Linked DNA regions of Zea mays: regions 1 and 2 are each linked to region 3. Evidence: chromatin contacts called from public Hi-C data. All regions are on one chromosome and are shown on one strand. Each heading gives the region's core, a stretch centred on a gene start, on an enhancer-like site or on the middle of the called end of the contact. The rest is flanking DNA. Distances are from core to core; before and after follow the strand shown.

The links. A called contact is a pair of places that touch in the nucleus more often than the background predicts.
Region 1: a contact with region 3 is called in a Hi-C map of ear, with 1.8 times the contacts expected there. The contact joins the enhancer-like site here to the promoter of LOC100281926 in region 3. A contact is called at or near these places in 8 of 25 Hi-C or Micro-C datasets (bundle sheath, ear, leaf and 1 more).
Region 2: a contact with region 3 is called in a Hi-C map of bundle sheath, with 4 times the contacts expected there. The contact joins the promoter of LOC100285938 here to the promoter of LOC100281926 in region 3. A contact is called at or near these places in 16 of 25 Hi-C or Micro-C datasets (bundle sheath, ear, endosperm and 6 more) and 1 of 3 datasets of contacts at active chromatin or transcription factors (leaf).

The regions. Positions count from the first base shown.
Region 1 is chr1:21,691,195-21,695,899 of Zm-B73-REFERENCE-NAM-5.0, reverse strand. LOC103632043 (CASP-like protein 5A2) reads left to right here. Exons shown (of 3, transcript NM_001397150.1): 2 at 1,786-1,918; 3 at 2,373-2,847. The coding sequence ends at 2,570. Among protein-coding and RNA genes, the nearest start is that of LOC103632043, 18 kb to the left of the region's middle. Within about 2 kb of position 3,074, at least 8 of the 20 cell types and tissues checked have an H3K27ac peak or open chromatin away from gene starts, as enhancers often do. A contact at or near this core is called in ear, where this site is marked.
Region 2 is chr1:21,623,934-21,628,556 of Zm-B73-REFERENCE-NAM-5.0, reverse strand. It overlaps LOC100285938, which reads right to left and starts at 1,280. Exons shown (of 5, transcript NM_001158827.2): 1 at 486-1,280; 2 at 105-174. The coding sequence starts at 535. LOC100274167 (putative RING zinc finger domain superfamily protein) reads left to right here and starts at 1,244. Exons shown (of 2, transcript NM_001148542.1): 1 at 1,244-1,731; 2 at 2,324-3,205. The coding sequence starts at 1,504. The coding sequence ends at 2,914. It overlaps LOC103632029 (Syntaxin/t-SNARE family protein), which reads right to left. Exons shown (of 5, transcript XM_008653883.4): 5 at 3,923-4,623.
Region 3 is chr1:21,828,225-21,832,838 of Zm-B73-REFERENCE-NAM-5.0, reverse strand. It overlaps LOC100281926 (augmenter of liver regeneration), which reads right to left and starts at 2,673. Exons shown (of 6, transcript NM_001154845.1): 1 at 2,485-2,673; 2 at 2,298-2,384; 3 at 1,979-2,026; 4 at 1,348-1,412; 5 at 646-723; 6 at 1-344. The coding sequence starts at 2,658. The coding sequence ends at 230.

The sequences.
Region 1 (4,705 bases), core at 1,825-4,324, 140 kb after region 3:
AATTTTCTTTAGCCATTGCCCACTGGGCTCAAGGGGTAATGCTATGTCCAACAGCGCAGCACGCTATCCCACCCCGCATGCGAAAAAAGGGCTCACTGGTCACTGTAGACGTCTCCAACAGAGCGTGGATGTGGAACTGAAAACGGTTTTTTTCGCGTTCGCATTGGGGGTCCGCTAGAAGCAAACTTCTCACATCGCGACATGAGTTGTGGGCCACGATGCAGAAACTGAAAAAATTCCGCATTCGTATTCAGCTTTTGCTCGTCCCTTGGCTAAGTCCTTGCCGCTCCGCCCCATGTCCTCCTCCGCCTCCTCGGGATCGGAAGTGGTGGCGGCGGTGATCGGGATCGGAGGTGGAGGGGCTTTTGGGTGTTTGTTGTGATGAGGGAGGGGGGATTTAATAGCGTGAGTAAAAACGGCCGCTCTCTTTATCCGGTTATTCCTCGTGCTGCTTAACAACTTTCTTTCTTCCATGGCGCATGGTTACACACGACGCACGAAACTTGTGCTACTGAGTAGAGATAGAGATTGTTTGTATGACTGCTGGGTTGAATTAAGACGAGCTGGGACTGGACAAAAAATAGGGATTTTGTTAATAAGTAGCCTTGTCATTACACACATTGGTTATCTCAAAAATATGGTATAGAGCATTCTCCATTGTACATTTTTGGGTGAATGTCAAGCCATTGCATTATTACCATGGTGTCACTGGGATTCCAATAACATATAATCATCAAATCCGTTCTTCTTAGTGAGTAGCACCACTATGTTTGGATAAGTCCCAAGTTAGCCAAGCCAAGTTTTTGCTACTCTTACCAGAGTTAGCCACCATTTAGTTGGGATGCCAAAATTTAGCCTGGCAGCCTTCCCCTTTGTCCACCTTAGTTCATTTTGGTGGCCAAAGTTGGCAAAATACAAGGCCACTAATTTGCTGGCTAAAATTTGGCTTGGTTGGTGCAAACTAAAACACATCATAAATATTCAGCCCTTTCTTGTTTGCCAGGATAAATGTCCTTTTTCATATGATAAGCATGGGTAATCATGGCACTCCATTACCTCACAAAATGATTTCTGGTACAAATATGGTATTTCATTATAAAACTATGCTCAATTGATGTCCAATCTTTTGAATGGATTATGTAGTTAATTTCTTAAGAATTATCATAAAAGTTATCTTGCTAATCACTGCTCCAATATGGAACATTTTTAATTCGTACAAGTACAGTATGACTCCTGAATCCTAAGAGGAAGGGATTTTTTTAATTGTCTTAAAACAAATATCTTCTTAGTTTAGTTAATATTTCTTCTTAGGCATGTAGGTATTTCCTGTTTGTTACTTATTTGATGATTAAGGACTGTAAAAAAACTAGAAATTGTTTTTTTTTCGTGGTGTCATTTTGTTATGCATCTTAATTTAATTTATTTTACTATGATCGTGGTTGGTACTTTTGCTGACTCAGAAAACAGGGACAGTGTTGGTGGGTCAAAATGACAATTTTACTGTGTTATTCTTCTTTTGTGGTTGTCGAAGCAAATTCATGTCTTCCGTATGCTGCATTCTGGCATAGTCAACTTCAAGCATTTCCAGCCTCATTATTTTAGTTTTGTTCTGTGTATAACAAACTGATGGTTTGCTCCTTTTGCCAGCTACTTAATTACAACAACCGTCTTGCAATGTGTGTGGAGCATTTCCATTCTAGCATAGTCAACTTCAAGCATTTCCAGCCTCATTATTTTAGTTTTTGTTTTGTGTATAACAAACTGATGGTTTGCTCCTTTTGCCAGCTACTTAATTACAACAACCGTCTTGCAATGTGTGTGGAGCCTTACGGTAGCTATTGTGGACATATATGCACTGCTTGTTAAGCGTTGTTTACGAAATCGTCGGGCTGTTACTCTCTTTTCCATTGGAGACGGGGTACGTAAAATATTGTACTTGTTCTTCATGGTGCTGTTAAAAATCTTTTAAGGGCTAGTTTGAGAACTCCAATTTTTCAAGGGATTTCTATTTTCATAAGGGAAAATGAACTAATTTCCTTTGGGAAAATGAGGTTCTCAAACTAGCCCTAAGTCAAACTTTCATAATATTTCTAATATTTACAGATAAGTTCTGTTGGACAAATTTTCAAGTCTACTCTGCAGTGACCTAACCACAACAAACAAAAAGTACCATATAACTGGGTCTCTGACACTCTTTTGACAATATAGTGATTTTCTGATGTAGAATATTAGATATGTAGCGCGAAGAAATCGAAATAAGTTGTCAGATCTTACAGTCGAATGAAATATTGCCTCTCACGAACCATAGATTTGCTTAGGGGAGCTAGGACCGCATTTATCTTCTGATTCAGTGTATTCTTATTTGACGGCAGATCACATGGCTAGTGTCCTTATCTGGAGCATGCGCTGCGGCAGGAATCACCGTCCTGATCGACGCAGATCTGATCATGTGCTCAGAGAACCCTTGTGCTAGTTTTCAGACTGCAGTGGCAATGGGGTTCATGTGCTGTTTCTCTCTCTTACCATCCTTTCTCCTGAACTTTTATTCGATCGCATCTAGTCACGGCTAGCTGAAAAGAAAGAGGAGGATAGAACCTGATATCGGAGCAGTTTGAGCATCCAATTGCGGTTTTAGTGACAACAGGATAGAGTGGCACAGCTGTTAGTGTTAGAATTGGAAGGTGAAATATGTGTATGGCTCACCATATCTAGTTTAACCTGTAAAAAAGAAATAGGGAACGGCCTGTTTGGCCGCAGCTGCATTACCTTGCAGTTCTATGTGGTACTACTATGTAAAATGCTTGAAAATGTTATAGTTTTAACGTGTCCTGACTCTTCAACCATGTATATTGCGAGTGAAGAGGATGGGAAATGGTGCTGAAGAATTTCGTAGCAGTTCATGGCAGGACTCACTTCCGTATTCTGTTGCAGCTGATCTGATCTTTGTGAAGGAGTATCTAAATTCTCGATTGTGGGACATGGCGATCTCACAATCAACCACAGGTCGTCTCAGGTGACTCGGGGGTGACACCCGCCGTTGTCGCTAAAACCTGACCAGGGCAGATCTCCGGCCGCTGCCGCTGCGCACAGACGAGTGCTGGTGGTGGCCCGCCAAAGCTCTAAACATGTACCACCGACCAATCTAATCCGACCTATCCCGAAAAAACCTGGACCCACTCTATCATTGTAACGAGTGGATATAAACCATAAATTTTGACCTGTAATAATTCACGGGTCAGATACGATTTATGAATTTTTACCCAAAACTCAATTAAATCGAAAACCCAACCAAAGCCCAAAAAAATCAATCCAACCTAAAAAAGCCCGCCCTTACACGTCTAATAAGGTGGTATAGGCCAACCTAACCTAACACTAAATATAGATCGAATACGGACCATGCCACACAATCCATGACCCGACCTTCCGTCGACGTTCGAACAGGTCTAGCCTAAAAGGTTGCCTCTAGTTCCTCCCCCTCCTTTACCCTGTTCCCATCTCGCCCTGTTGCGTCCTCTCCGGTGCTGCTGCACGTGGCCGGAACCGCCATGACCTCACTCCAACACTTCCTCGCCATCAAACCGGTTGTCGGGAAAGGGGGGGGCAGGGAGTTGCTGGTGCCGAGGCGACCATCATGGATGAGGAGTCGTGGTACCTCGTTAGCAAGTACAAGAGACTCTCCGTAGGATGAAAATATATATTCATTCAGATACCAATTTTTTGTTCTTTTTCTTTGATTGCGAATAAAATAAGATATATAATTTGCTACGCAAATTCGTTTTCTTGATTTTAGCATTGATTGTGTAAATATGGCTGGGCTTGAGCTCATGGTCCTTGCTCGCACATGAGACAAAGTGGGAGTGGACGACGAGTCGATTGCCCCGTCGGCAATCCAATACCGCCCATGCCTCTTGCCTCCTCCGACCTTCATGAGGACATCCCCATCGATGTTCTCGGTCCTCAGATCGTAATCTGGCCCACGGACCTCCTGTGCCATGGCAGTGTACTCACTTAGCCGGTTGTAGACGGTGGGGTTGCTATACGCCTCAGGCCCGTCCTCTGGGTTGTAGGTGACGTCGGACGTCGCCTTGCCCTGTGGGCCATAGCATACGCCGAGAAGATGGAGCAAGGTTGGCCACCATGTGACGCCGACTGCAAGAAAACCAACGAGATAGTTAAAAATCATGTCTAATCCAGAGTTATATACCTAAATAAAAAGAGGGCGTACCCATGCTTCTGTATATTTGCCGATGCTGTGGCTACCTTATTGGTGGGAGGGACCTTGCATCATCAGACGTTGTTCCCGGCTAGCGTTGTGCACCTCGTCCCACTCAGGCGAGCACCACCTATCCACCATCTGCTGTCAGCACTTAGGATGCGCGACACACCAATAAGGAACCATCTACAAAGTAAAACAAGTACACTGCATATCAGCAGATAAAATTAAGCAAATTTTGTCATGAATATTAAAGTTCCGTATTTACCTGCAAGTACTGGTCCTGAGTCAACGACATGGTTCGAGCGTCCTGCTTGTCACCTTCTCCCCAAGGACGAAGCCGTGGTAACTGACGATGGCCTGGATTCGCGCCTCGTAGTGCATGTCCACGACGAGCTTCTTACAGCTCGTGGTGGCCACCACATCCGCCCTGGCCTCGTATCCAGCCTCGCATCTAAAGAAATCCTGCATATATACAGAGACTATATATGT
Region 2 (4,623 bases), core at 31-2,530, 200 kb after region 3:
TCAGAACCCAAGCTTTCTATACGATCCAAGAACACGCATGGAATGGAACTATGATACGGAAGCGCTGTGACGTGATTCATATATAGGAGGAGTATAGTATTTACCTTGTGCAAGTTGAAGGTCGCCTCCCCAACCTGGATGGTAATATCGCTTGGGAACTCTAGTGAAAGAATCCTGCAACAATCAAGCGAAGCAAAAGAGCCAGCCTCAAACTCCGCAAAACTTCATTTGCAGGGTTTGGCTAGAGCGAGCGGTTCAGCGGGTAAAAGACGTGAAGATCTGAAAGCACAGGTCACGTGTTGCTAGCTTAATGACGATAGCTGTTTGTTTTCAGTTCAAAATCGGACTGAACAAGCTATCAGCGCCGGTTACGGACACGAACTCATCGAATCAAATGCGAAACAGCAGCAGCAACATGCCAATTAATGAAAAGTAGAGCAAGGAGACGCAGCAGGGATGGTAGGAGAAGCTAGGAACGTATATACCACTCGCTGATTCTCCTCATCGCCGGCGTGTCGAGCCGGCGCTCCTCCATCTGGCGGCCCTCACAAAAGTCACCGAGCTCCTGTTCACCCCTCCCACACCACCCCTTCCCCCTGTGTCATCCCCCGGGCGACTTCGACGTCAGAGGAGATCGCGGCAGCGCGGAGCGAGTGACGCAGGTGCGCCAGCCTCTGGATCGCGCTCGCGCTCGCGCGGGAGCTGCCTGCCACACTGGCCTCGGCGGGCGGAACGGAAGCCAGGCCACACAATGGCGCCATCGCACGCCTGCCGTGGATGATGGATAAAACGAAGCGGGAGCCCCACCAATCTGGGGGGATTGTTCCTTTGGCGCGTAGCTGGAAAACACCTTGCCTCCAATTATCTGCCGTCGTTTTCCGTGGACTTCTCTTGCGTGGGGGTACTGAACCGTGCGTCACTTCGCTTCGTACGCTGGGTATGCCTGCACGCTCAGTATACATGCCAGATACAGATACGTGCAGCTCAGGTTTGGACTTTTCTTTTTGAGAAAGCTTGGGCTTGGACAACTTTTCCCTACAAGGATGATCTCGGTTCACGGCCCATTCAGTACAGGCCTAAGGCCCAGCGAAGCAGATCGGCCAAGATCTTGCGGGACTTGCCGGTTGCCGTCCCCGGTCCCCTTGAAGCTCCAACAGCCGGCCATGACTGGACTGGTCGACGTCGACGAAACTCCCAAACAAATACGCGTGCGACCACTGAAATTTCCAATCCAGCGCGGGCACCCGTCGCCGTCACCGTACGCTGGTCATGGGCTCTTGGCATCCGTCGTCCGTCCCACGCCACGCCACGCCACAGTGCCTCCTCGCAGCTTCATCCACTCGTCTCCCCTCCCCACACCAAAAAAACAAGCAAGGGTCAGCAGATAGCCGCATTAAAAGGAGGGAGGTCACGTAAACTTAATCCAATCCACCAAACCCCAAATCTCTGTCTCGCGCTGGCGCAGCGCAGGGCACCGCCACGCGCGCCTCATCCGGTACCGGCATGACGAGCGCCTCCGAGCTCTTCACCGCGCGCCGTGCCGCCCGTGGGGCCCGCCTCTCCGACCTCGACCTGGATCCGCACGCCGACGCGCTCCGGGACCAGCACGGACTTGGCGCCCGGCACCGGCGCCGCGGGTGCCGCCCGCGACGCCAGCTCGACGCCGCCGGGGACGTGCGGCAGCACCTGCACACCGGGGCCCCGCCACCGCGTCGCCGCGGGTCGTACACCGTGAGGATCCCTCGCCCCAGTCTCTCTCCCGATTGATTATTGTCGTATCCGTTGTGTTGTGGCTGGATCGGAGAATCTCCGGCGTTGGCTTATAGAATTCGTGGACGCTATTAGGATTCGGCTCCCGCGAAATTCAATGATGACCGGAAATGCCGATTTTAATATCATAATTACATAGCTCGGGAAATGGGTATCAATAGGGATTACGCACTTGCACTTGTTAGTGTGGAACTTTTGTTTTTGATAACATACTTGGGTTAAACTTCAACGATCTGATTGGTGAAATTGTACCGGATTGTAATCCTATCTGAGATTCTGAACCAAGCTTCTTTATCCTTCGAATTCTACTAGAAATAATTGATTCGTCATCCATGTAATTTGGTATTTGGGTTGTTGGCTATGTGTAGTTGTAACTTAAAACCATAAACAAACTGGTGCACACATTTGCCCTAGTGTTGTCTATAACCATATAGTCTATACCAAGTACCAACCCAGCTTCATTTCAGGAGTCCTGCCATGGGCTACCATTTTCATCCTCATTGTTTGTGATGTGCCATCAGATGAAATTATTTCTCTGTTTTGCTGTCTGCAGGATCAGATCTTATCGTACATAGACAACAACAACCTTGGGGTTGGGGATTCTGCAGCTCGGAGGAACAGACTTGATAGGCTGATGTTCAGGACAAATGAGCGGCTTCCTGGTGCTGTACTGCAAGCACAAGCGCGTGTCCTGGAGAGACTCAGAGGCATTTCTCTTGGTTCATCTGTGTCCAGGCCATCCATCTCATTAGATGAATTTTCAGCTAGCGATGTATTCAGAATCATCGACTTCAGAAACAGGGAAGCACGGCATGAAGAAAATCGGCACCACTCATCGTCGTTCCACCCAAGCAGTGAATCAGATGAAGAAAGACCAACCGTCGGTTCCACTCACTCCAACCGGTCAACCGGACTTACCAAGGCAGCTTTCCTGCGTCTGCAGGTCGAGATTTTTGAGGCTAGCAAAGATGATAGCAGAGAGGCATCGCCTGAATGTTCTATTTGCCTTGATGGATTTTACGATGGAGATGAGCTGATAAGGTTGCGCTGTGGGCACAGGTTCCACTCGACATGCTTGGAGCCATGGGCGCGGAAATGTGCAGACTGCCCATACTGTCGAACGAACATACGGTCACGATCCTGACGACAAACCCTTAGTTCAGAGTAAGCTTATAACCACCATGGAGTTTCACTGTTGTAAAATTCGCTGTTGTGGGCATGCCAGTTAATCCGGTGCTCCTATGGCGACATGTAATTTCTAATATCCTGAATATTTTGTGTTGTGTCACTCAGAGAGGTTTATGGTGTTGTGTGCGAGTGGAGGCTAGTAGCAGTATAGCTTAGAAAGCACCCTTTTGTGTGTATGTAGCGAGGGATCACGCAAATGATCCTGTACTACTAATGATAATGTTCTGATGTCTGAATTTCAGTTGTTACTGCATGCTTCTTGTTATGTAGGGCGAGGAACATGACTTCGCTATGATGCGGTTAAAAATGCTCTGCAAAATACTAGGCTGAAGGAGTCAATGTCAGTGTCACCAGCTTTTACATTTCTCTCTCTGAGCTGATTTCTTCCAAAAGCATCATCATTATTATTATTTTTTTCGAAAAACACTCTGAACTTATTTCTTATCCCTTTTTACATGAGATATGGAATTTGAAGCATTCAGTCGAGATCGATCTGTCCAACGCTACTACGCTAGCAGTTGGTCTGTTCTCGTCAACAAGCCGTCGCCTTGCCAATCGCTGTCGCTTCACCATGACAACATCGGCACATGGCGACGTGTCGGAGGGTTTGAGAGGCTCCAGCCCATTGTTCCGCGGCCTGAGCTTGATCTTGCTCGAGAGTCGTGAACCCTCGGGAGCTCAACATTTGCCGATCGCAAGGGGGTCAAGCAATGGGGTACGGTGGCTCCTACGGTCCTATCCTACCGGTGCTAGGGGAGAGCTTTGGTCCCGTGCTCCGCGGCTCCGCCAGCTGACGAGTGAGCTTCCTTTTGTTCGAGGCCATGCAGAAGCTGCCAGTTATTTATGCTACAGAAGCCGAATCATGATTTCTCATAAACACGAATCTGTAAGAGGACTCGACCAAAAATGGTTTCCTTCGGACTTCGGGGTTTGGAATACCAAAGATTGGTTGGGGGCTTTGACATTAGGATGCACAGTAAAGTGCTATAATCTTCACCGAATTTAGCCGTAATATGCAGGCTCAACACACACTGGCACCTTACAAGTCCAGCCGATTACTGCCGAGGGCTTCAACATTCTCCAATTTTAGTGTACAGGGTACAGACAAGGCTGCCAGGCACCTCATTCGGTTCTTGACAACACAAGCAGATACAGTAAAAGTAATTTTCTAGTGCCATTCACATTCCGATCAGAACCTATCCCCTATGGAGCTCTACAGTTCAGATGGCAACTCCTACAAAAAAAAAATGACACCCTTCTGTGTCAGGCAGTAAAAGCAATAGCATTGATGCATGATCACCACCCTTCCGTGTCAGGCGGTAAAAGCAATAGCGTTGATGTATGATACAAGTCTTGCAATTTCGGTTGCTAGCAGCATGATCGCCAGCCCACTGCACCACTAATTTATACTGGGCCATTGCATAGGTGCCACCCAGTCACCAACTCACCACGGAGGATTGAGTTCTCGAGGTGCATCAATTGTTCAAGGCACCATTCGGGAGCATATCCAAGTGTGGCGAAGCAACCGTGCTGCAAGGATTGTCCTGTAGATGTTCTTCCAAGGACGAGGCAGCCTGCCCTGAACATGTGGCAAGATAAGTGGCCCCAACCAGATCATTATACGTGATTTTGAACCTTGACTACCAAAATGGTCTACCATAGTTG
Region 3 (4,614 bases), core at 1,424-3,923:
TCAGACATCAGACTAGGCATAGACAAGTACAAATATCACGAGACATTCATATCTTTTACTACAACGGTCCAACGCCAAAGATACAGAAGCATATGGACGCCCTGCTATGTCAGCACGGAGTCCTGAATTCTCTTTCTTATCTCCCTGGTATTGCTCAAGTGCTCATCAATGAGTGGTATTGAAATGAAATCATCTACGGGTAGAAAGTTCAAGCGATTTCTTGGCCATGTCATCGGTTTGGCATGATGTCGATGCTGCCTTCTAGATCACACGAGCGCTCAGGACAATCCAGTTTACCCCAACGTGCAGTTACTCTTTGGCAGGGAAATATTGGCTTCCCAAGGCTGCAAGAAAAAACACAGACCGATCAGATAGGAAATACATAAGAACAAGCTCGTCAGGGGATTCCAGAAGCTCAAGATTCTGCAAATCATGGTATTAGAATGGAAACATCCACACTTATGAACATATACTGACATACCCCTTATTGTAGGAGTAAAAGGGTGTGCCTCAGTTTTCCTCTTTTTGGCCCTGAGACCTTACTTTTCCTATGATTCTATATAAACATATTCAACACTTGCAATGCCTTAGAGGATTTCAAAGGCAACAATAAACAACTGCACAAAGTTGGCTGTATGGACTCACCTTCGATTAACCACGTTATGGACATAACATAACCACTGGGAGAAATCAGCCTGAGATCCTGCCTGCACAGGATTTGCTCTACAGAAGTACAACACAGTTAAGTCAGTTTAGTTTTCAAGAATTATTGCTATCACTGAACTATGATATATTCAGCCTGATGAATGAGAGGGCTGTCCTCTACATAAACTTTCAGATAACCAAAAGTTAGATAAAATAACACGCAACTCAGCCATGTTTCCGTATCAGATATTAACAACATGAACCTTCACAAATATAAACACAAACAATCATTGTGATTCATTGTTATATTCAAGTCATCAATAGATGAGCATGTAAAGAGCTTACACATTCCTTATTAAAAAAAAAGAGCTTACTCACCCTGTGCATCATATGGACAAAAAACTGTGTAAACACTTAATAAATAGGTGTATACTGTATCAGGCTACCAGCCAAACCCATGACTTCAGAGCACCAGAAACTAAGATTCATGCACAGATCTCAAACTGCAGAAAGTAGCAAGAGTTCGTAGCTAATATGTGCTATTTTGCATCATATTATAAAGCAGCAAACTGTCAAGGGAACCATGTGACCACTTCACAGAGAGAATACTTGTAAGTTGTAACACAAAGAAACATCAAGGAATCAAGCAATTAAAATTGATATTACAAGTATTTATCCAAGTTGTTGGTGAGAAATGCTTACTTCAAAACTTCCTTGAAGTGATCAGCACATTCTTTGCAAGGATATAGTCTCGAGATTATATGCATCTGAGCAGCGACCAGCAGTAATGTTATTTTTGTGTGCATATCAAGCAATAAAAATGTTTGACGTAGAGAAAGTACAAACTTTCAGGGGAAAAAATGTTTCCATTTGTCTTGTGAACATGCTAAGTCTAATTACTCTGGTGGTCCAGTTCCAGTCCCTCCTAAAAAATGTTTTCAGCTTACTATTCCTGATGGATTTAGTGGTAGTCTGATAACACATAGTTTATGATTTTTTTTTCTTTCTAAATTTGCCATTAGAAGCATGCTAGACCATGTGCACCTCACACTAACCCGCCTAAGTTGGGAATAAGAAAGATAATAAAGGATTAGAGTGTCACCCATGGAAGATTTTATAAATGTACTCAGATCATGAAAGTTATTCTCTGTAATTTTCAGGAAGTAGCTACCAGCGTTTTCACATTTACAAATTGTGATATCTAGTACTAAACCATGAGAGTAAATTACAGTTGCAGAAAGTCTTCAAACCTCTTCACAACAACATTTTGGTTTCCCAAGTCCCAGGTATTCAAATTATAAAGAAAGTTAATAGGGTTGTCTCGTGCGCTTACCAACTCCTTTGCATCCCGTCTTTGTTGCCTCGTAGGTTCGTCAGGGAACTGAAAGCAAGTCACATAGTTGATGAGATCCAAACGAAAATCAAATATATATATATAAAAATCAGTCTCTGCCCACATCCCACAAGTATACTAATCAATCTTTGTAATAGTAAATGTGCTATGGTACATGGATAGCATTTTTCTCTCCATTGCATTTTGATCATTCTGTAACGTGAGACAGTATAATAGCATTGTCAGATTAAGGCAAATGCTAAGCTAGTTTTGTGCTTCATTAAGCTACTCAGTACAGTAATAGATCGAGCTCGAGCACCTGCGCTGCGATGGTGTGAAGCAGCATCCACGTGGCCCGGCCGACCTCCTCCTTCGTCAGTGGCGCCTCCTTGGCATCCTTCTTCTCCTGCGCATTCACTCGAAACCCTCACCAATCACCTCCCCCCATCAAACCACACAGAAGACGACATCGGATTCGGAGCGGAGGACGGAGAAAAACGACTTGCCTTCCGGACCTCCGGTTGCGGTGGTGCCGGCGAAGGCGGGGAGAGGGAGAGCGCTAGAAGGGGGCGGAGGCGGTGGTCGTCGAGCCCGGCGTCGGGGGCGATGAGGATGTGGCGGGAGAAAGCGGCGACGGTCTGGAGGACGGGCGCCAGCGGATTCCAGCCCGTCAGTGGCATCGAGGTGGTGGCCGCGGGCTCGCGTGCGTGTGGTGGGGACCCGGGGTAGCAAGCGCAATCCTGCGAAAGGCGGTGGATTGGTGGATGGATGAGGCGGGGTGCGCGTGGCGACGCCGGCCGAGGCGGGGTGCGAAGGAAGGAAGCACAGTAAAATCGGTGGGAAAAAATTCAGTGGGTGCCATACTGTTTCTTTTTCCAAATCGGTGGACGTGACCACGTGGGCCGTGTTTGTTTCAGGTTTTAAAACGAAGGGCATCAATTTAAAAAACCCTTTATATTCTGACCGTCAGAAACCGATGTGAACTATAAAATATCATCTTTTCGCTCTGTTTTTATAATGATCATTTCGATAAAAATCCGTTCAAAATTAATATAAAGTTATAGCGATAATAGAAATCCATTAATTTTTATATTATAAACTCTATGAGTTTCTTCGTCTTCTTTAGCATATAATTCTAATAATACTTAGATTCTCTTTAATTCTAAAAAAACTCGTCAAAAAAGCTAAAACAAACTGCGCGTGATCATGGGATCTCATGCGAAAGGCAAGTTGTTGTCGTCGTCATCGTCTTCACATTTCCTTTGATCCGGCAATGTTCACTCCCTTTCAGCAGAGTAGAAATACTTGTGCAAACATTGTTGCAGTTTGTTGGATTTCCTTCGTAATGACCCTGATTACATGCTTTGTCGCACTGTGTTCAGATGAGATGTCTGTCTTCTCGGCAAGCCAAAAGCGTGTCTCGGTTGAATTTGTTGGCACAGACAAAGTTCAGGAGAAGCTAAACAACTTCAATGAGTTGACCTGTGCATCGGCTTTGTACATAGGATTGAGCTCAATCAGAGCACTGTATGACCTTAGGGGTGGTAACGAGTGGTAATGGATCACAATCTAAATCTTTCTTCACAGTAAATTAGACACTTTAGTTTAAAAATAAATAAGAATAGAGTCTGATCCTAATCCAATCCAATACTTAAATTTTATAGCTCATTGCCACCTCTAGATGAACTAAAGAATTTGGTTCCAAGTAAATATTGTCTTATGAATTATCGTCGTCTTGTCAATTTGACTACTTTTTTTATTGCAGATAAGCCACACTGTGTGTAGCGATTGGACCAGATGTGACCGTCGGAGAAACTGTTGGAGAGCATACAGTCCATAGCAAATCGATCAATTGGAGCCAGCTAGTCAGCCCTCGTTGTTGAGGATGGACGAACAGGGAAAGATTCTGCATCTATGGAACGTCCTTATTCTTCACCATCACAGCGAAGAGCACGTCGGTGCCGTGGATGCTGCGAGCCATCATCGGCTACGTGGAACAATCTTGCTGGCAGGCAACAGCTTCATGCTTGCCTGCTGGTACCTGATTTAGGGGGTGTTTGGTTTGTAGGGACTAAACATTAGTCCCTCTATTTTATTCTATTTTAGTTCATAAATTGTTAAAATAGAGAAACTAAAATAGAGTTTTAGTTTCTATATTTAGTAATTTAGGGACTAAAATGGAATAAAATTGAGGGACTAATAATTAGTCCCTAGAAACCAAACACCCCCTTAGGTAGTTGTGCTTAATTTGGTGCCCATCATTTGTTACCATGTTTAATTTAATTTTAAGCCGTTTTAATTAGCTCACAATGTATCTTTCTTTTCTTTTTCTTGTGAATCATAATGTAGTTTTTTTTTCTGTTTTCATATGTGGTTCCAGTCGAAGGTTGTCAAGGTATATCCGTACAAATATTGGTCATTCATGGCAATATGCTTGGTTGGAGGGTTTCAGACAACACTTGCTGGAGTCTTTTACTTCGGAGGGACAAGAACACCTAGAATATAGTATAGGATATAAACCTTCTGACCATGGTCTACTCAGTAATTTGTCTCTACGTTTTTTTACAATAAGCACTGATGATAACTTGTCGTGCAAACAGTTATAGTTTCGAGATGAGTGGCAATTCTGACATTGC